Linked DNA regions of Ovis aries: region 1 is linked to region 2. A link is a contact called in public Hi-C data. All regions are on one chromosome and are shown on one strand. The core of a region is the stretch at or near the end of the contact, and the rest is flanking DNA. Distances in the headings are between cores, read along the strand shown. Region 1 has its middle 91 kb from the start of TGFA. Region 2 holds the start of TGFA (transforming growth factor alpha).

Evidence for each region. A called contact is a pair of places that touch in the nucleus more often than the background predicts.
Region 1: a Hi-C map of liver shows a contact between it and region 2, with 3 times the contacts expected there. The contact joins the enhancer-like site here to the promoter of TGFA in region 2. A contact is called at or near these places in 3 of 16 Hi-C or Micro-C datasets (hypothalamus, liver and mixed tissues).

Annotation. Positions count from the first base shown.
Region 1 is chr3:92,702,533-92,705,232 of ARS-UI_Ramb_v3.0, forward strand. No RefSeq gene overlaps it. Among named protein-coding and RNA genes, the nearest start is that of TGFA, 91 kb to the left of the region's middle. Within about 2 kb of position 1,264, at least 2 of the 54 cell types and tissues checked have an H3K27ac peak or open chromatin away from gene starts, as enhancers often do. A contact at or near this core is called in liver, where this site is marked.
Region 2 is chr3:92,611,447-92,614,146 of ARS-UI_Ramb_v3.0, forward strand. TGFA (transforming growth factor alpha) reads right to left here and starts at 1,275. Exons shown (of 6, transcript XM_060412327.1): 1 at 1,178-1,275. The coding sequence starts at 1,217.

The sequences.
Region 1 (2,700 bases), core at 14-2,513, 91 kb after region 2:
AAGTAAATAAAAGGCCAAGGCAATTATTAACTATAGATAAAACAAAAACTAAGAAAGGAAACATAATCATAGTGCACTACAATGCTCAGCTGTAAACAATATTTGTCTAAGCATATTACATAAACAGTCACTATTGATCTAAGAACTGTAATCTAACTACATGGAGAGCAGAGGAAACAGGAAACAGAGGGATGAGCAGGGTGGTGTAAGAGAATTAGATCCTCATCTACCATAAAAGGAAGTCAGTAGATAGCACCTACAAATTGATAAAGTACAAGATAACAGCATATACCTGTTATTGAGAAACATGGAAAAGAGCAGTTGACATCTGTGGCCTCTGGGGAGGGGGACGTGGGGAAAACAGGGAACAGAAAGTCATATTTTCTTATAAATAGTTTAGTTCAAGTTGATGTTTGAAACTATGTGCACTGTTAAAACAAAAATTAATTTTAAAAAATGGATTAATTTCTCCTAGCACCTTTGCCTGCATATCTCGTGGCTGGCTGCCTCTGTATGCTGTGGTTCCTTTTTTTGACTTCTTTGACCCAAAGGTAAGGCTTAGAAAATAACTACAATCCCACCTCCGCTACCCTCCAAAACCACCTCTTATTTTTCTATAGGTGTATGTTTCTTAAAGTGAGCTGTTATCTCAAGGAAAAAACTGTCTGGGAGAATAAAAAAGTGGTCACAAGCAAGAAACGTATAACTATAATTTTAAGTATTTGCAGACAACACTGAAATGCAAGTGAACACTTTCCTAAACATCAGCCATGTTAACTTATGTAGCTGATTTCCTTTTTTTAAAAAGATATCCCTTGGTTTTATTTTAACTTAACCATGTGAATACTTCAGAAAAAATATACAACCGAAGCCAATCAAACTATACAGTCAAACTAAATATCCAGTAGATAAAACATGTAGTCAGAAGGTCAAAGATGAATAGCCACTCAGGGGCTGATGAACTCGGTTGCATAATTTTTAAAAATCTACTTGGAAGTAACGAAGTTTATTTCCTTTTTGACCTCTCAGGAAATCTTGAATTTCCCTCTCCCCTTTGCATTTCCTGTTCAGAAGTCTAACTGTGGCCTCCCAGCTCCTGGGGACCTGCTCTGGGGGCTTCAAGGGGTCCAGGCTCCTGGTTTTAGTCCATGTCCAGTCCTTTCTAATAGTCTCATCCTTCCTTTGAGAGACAAGGACATACCTCCCTGAGAGCAATGACCTGCTCACTACCCCATGCTTGGCACAGAATATGCTCAAAGATAATTAGCTGAACAAATGAACTGTCTTCCTAACCTCGGAACAACCCCTAAACACTATTGAGCTGGAGGGATCCTAGTTTATCTACTCCAACTACCCGATTTTGCAGAATCTCTGAGAGGAGCCAACATTTGTTAGGTCACTTGGTGAGTCAGATACTGAAGCAGGTGTGTGTATTAGCTTCTCAGGGCGGCTGTAACTAAGTTCCAAGAACCAGGTGATATTAAACAAGGAGCATCTATTCTCTCATATTTCCAGAGGCTAGAAGGACAATAATGAAAGTGTGGTCATGACCACATTCCCTCCAAAGGCTTTAGGGAGAATCCTTCCTTACCCCTTCCAGCTTCTGCTGGTAGCTCCAGCAGTTTCTCAGCTCGACTCCAATCTCTGCCTCTGCCTTCACATGGCTATCTTCTCTCTGTGTCTGGGGGTCTTCATGCCCTCATATGGCACTCTCCCCTTTTTATCTTCACATCTTCTTTTTAAAAGGACACCAATCCTATTTGATTAAAGGACCATCCAACTCCAATATGGAGTATAGCTTCATCTGCAATGAATCTATTTCCAAATATTCCAAGGTAGCCAGGGTTACAATTTGAACACACTTCTGCAGGGTATGTTCAATATATAATAGCATAGAAAACAGATATACTATCCCTGGCCTAGCAGACTTATCACTAGGTCATAAGGCTGCCCCTCTATCGAGACTGGACAGCCTAACTGCCCCATAAAGTCAGCTCATCCAGCTCGCTGATAGGAATATTTTAATTTCACCACTTACAGGTGAGTTTGCATTGTAAAAGAGTCTCTTAAAAATCAAAGATTCTTGGGAACACATGTAAGAATTAAAGATTTTAAAATTAAAAAAAATAAAAAAAATCAAAGATTCTTTTGACAGATAAATAAATGGCATCAGTAAAAACAGAGACAGAGCTTCAAATTCAGTGAAAGACCATAGAGGAGATATTTGAGAATGTGTCCTTCCTGGAATCCCCCATCACACTTCCTGAATTTCCACCCTCCACTCAAAGTTTAGAGGTGAAGGTGGGCCTTCAGGGGATAGAAACCCTCATCTGCATCCAACAGGATGGACATTCCTTCTGCTTCCCACGCCTCTGTATCCCCTGTGTCCAGGGTATGAGCTTCGGCTGAGAGGTTAGAGAAAGCAGATGGCAACAACAGTCCCAGAAGGCTGGACTTCATCCTGCGCTGGGGGGCTGCCTGCACCCAATGCCCACCCCCTCCAGTCACCACAATGACCCGACAAGGCCCACAGTGACACAGAGTGCAGGTTCATGGGTTTCCTTCTCGCTGTGGAAGAGCAAGAACGATGGTTTTACCCTTTCAGGATGACACAATCTTTGGGGCTGGGTCATGATGTCTTCTCTTTTTTTCATTGAGACCGCAGGCTCTGAGGACAAGAACAGGCTGTCAGGTCATGCC
Region 2 (2,700 bases), core at 25-2,524:
AGTTTCAGGTGAGGGTACACCTCGGAGCTGCTGTGGAATCCGGTTCCACGGCTGCCGCGTATTTCCCTTAGATGATGCCTCCACTTCTTAATCAGCGTTTCATTACGGGCGGGTCCGTGAACCCCCTGAAACTGTACACGGAACTGGGTGGGGCTGAGGCCCTGGGCATTTGGTGGAGGGATGGGGGGGGTGGTGGGAAGGGGAACGGTTCCATAGCTTTCCTCAAGCTCTAATAAATCATCTTGTAGCAAGCAACTTGCTTTACAGAGGAGACAGCGACTGAACAATTCACTTCACGGAAGCTAGGCAATGACCGGGACACCTGGGCTGTTAATCTGTTCTCTCAACACCAGAGAGACCCGGCGCCGCAAGGGGCAAGAGCCGGCCGGGCAGTGACCTTCACCTTTGAAAAACTCACCGGCTCCCCACACCCGGCCCAGGTTTGCCCGGCTTAACTTCCCCTCCCTTCCCCCATCCCTCGTTCTCTTCCAAGAACAAACTCAAAGGAAACTGGCAGCACTCCGTCTAGGGTTTCACTCCTGCCCTCGGCTGACACTTAAACCACTTCTCCCAGAGAAGTTAATCAAAAGAACAATTAATCCGCGCAAAAATCCAAAACCCACCCCAAAGCTCCAGAACTCGCAAAGTTAGAAGATCGAGGCGCCGCTGCTGCTGATGAACATCTGCGGGTCGCTGGGGCTCAGGGGTAGGCAGAGAGCACGAAAAGGAAGCAGCCAAGGTCTGGCCGGAGGGTCGACCCCGGCCACCCTCTCCAATTCTACGCGCTTCATACGCGGGTGAAGACTGGCTTGGAAGCAGCCAGGTAAGCAGGTAGGTGTTGGCAAGTGTACGAGCCGCGGCGGATTAAAGTTCAAGCGCGTTCACACACCGCTCCCCCTTCCCTGGCGGGCGTTCTCACGCACCGCCCGCCGGCCACTTTCCGGGGAACGGCTGAGCGCTCGACCGTCCCCCTCTTCGGAACAGGCTCCCCAAATCCCTAGTAGGCACAGGTGATTCCCCTTGCCTCCTAGCTTGCAAGCCTCGAAAAGCATTCGCCTCCTCTCCTCTCCTACGCGAGCGCAGAACACCCCGAGACAGAGAAACGGAGGAAACAAGGGGAAAGCAGGGTGTCCCGGAGGGCAGGTGGCGCCGGGCGCGCCACAGGCAGCGTACGTACCCAGCGCGAAGAGGGCGAGCTGTCCAGCCGAGGTGACCATTTTACGGGCGGCGGGCGGCAGGCGCTCCAGCCTCCTGCCCTACCTGCGGTGCCCGAGTGGCGAAGCGGCGCCGCGGTGCGGGGGAAAAAGGCGCCGGCGAGGCAGGGCCAGCCCCCGGCGCGGGCGGGCGGAGGGAGGACCGCGCGCCTCTGCTGGCACTCGCGCCGCCGCGCCGCCGGCCGGGCGGAAATGGGAAGGCGGTTACCGTCACCTCCGCCACTCGGCGACCGGGCGCGGCGGACCACCCTCCCGCCCCGGTGGGGGTGCCCCCCTGAGGGCACGGGGTGGGGTGGGGCTGGGGCGGGGACGCGGCGCGCACCGTGCGGGGCGCGGGCGGCGGGGTGGGGCGGCGCGGGAATCTCGGAGCCCGCCGAGCCAGCCGGGCATCCAGGCCGAGGGAAAGGCAGGAAGCGCCCGGTTTCAGACACCACCCTCAGACTAGCCGCTCAGATCCGAGCCCGAGCGGCCGGGCGCAGCGGCTGCTTCCAGGATCTCCGCGCAGGAGAGGAGCCGCCCCAGCGTCTGTCACTTGCGCCGACGGCCGCTGCCGAGGGCTCTCCCGGGCAAGGAACTGGGACGCGGCCCGGAAGGGGACCTGCGAGCTTCGCCTGCCCTTGCCAAGACGTGGCTCAGGGAAAGTGCGCCCCACGATCGAACAAATTCAACCAGATTCCCCACCTGCGCCCCCATCCGAGAGAACACTGGATTCTCCGGATGCCTCCCGCCTGGAGCACGGCCACCCCCAAGTTCTCAAGCCGACACGTTGTGAAGATCGGTAGACCTTCGTATACCTGGTCTGGTGCTGATGATGAAGATGGGTCACCTGGTATTCCATCACCACCGGTACCCTAGACCACCCCACCCCATCCTGCCACAGTCAGCGGAGACCAAGAACAAGGTCGCATGCAGCCACGTGTCTGAGAGAGGGCTGAGTGGGCTGGAGCTACCTGAATGGTTTTTTTCAAGGATTTGTGGCCTTTAGCTGGCCCCAGGTGCTGGAATTTGGAGAAGTTAGAGAGGCAGAGGGAAGACTTTCTGGGTAGAGAAAGGAAGAATCATAGGTTCCCTGGGGACCATGCATGGGCGACAGTGTGCTCCAGAGAGGCAGTGATCCGTGTATTCTCCAGATGCCCCCAGCTCAGGGATTAGTTCAGTTCAGTCACTCAGTCGTGTCTGACTCTGGGACCCCATGGACTGCAGCACGCCAGGCCTCCCTGTCCATCACCAACTCCCAGAGTTTACTCAAACTCATGTCCATTGAGTCGGTGATGCCATCCAACCACCTCATCCTCTATCTGTCCCCTTCTCCTCCTGCCCTCAGTCTTTCCCAGCATCAGGGTCTTTTCACATGAGTCAGCTCTTTGCATCAGGTGGCCAAATATTGGAGTTTGAGCTTCAACATCAGTCCTTCCAATGAACACCCAGGACTGATCTCCTTTAGAATGGACTGGTTGGATTTCCTTGCAGTCCAAGGGACTCTCAA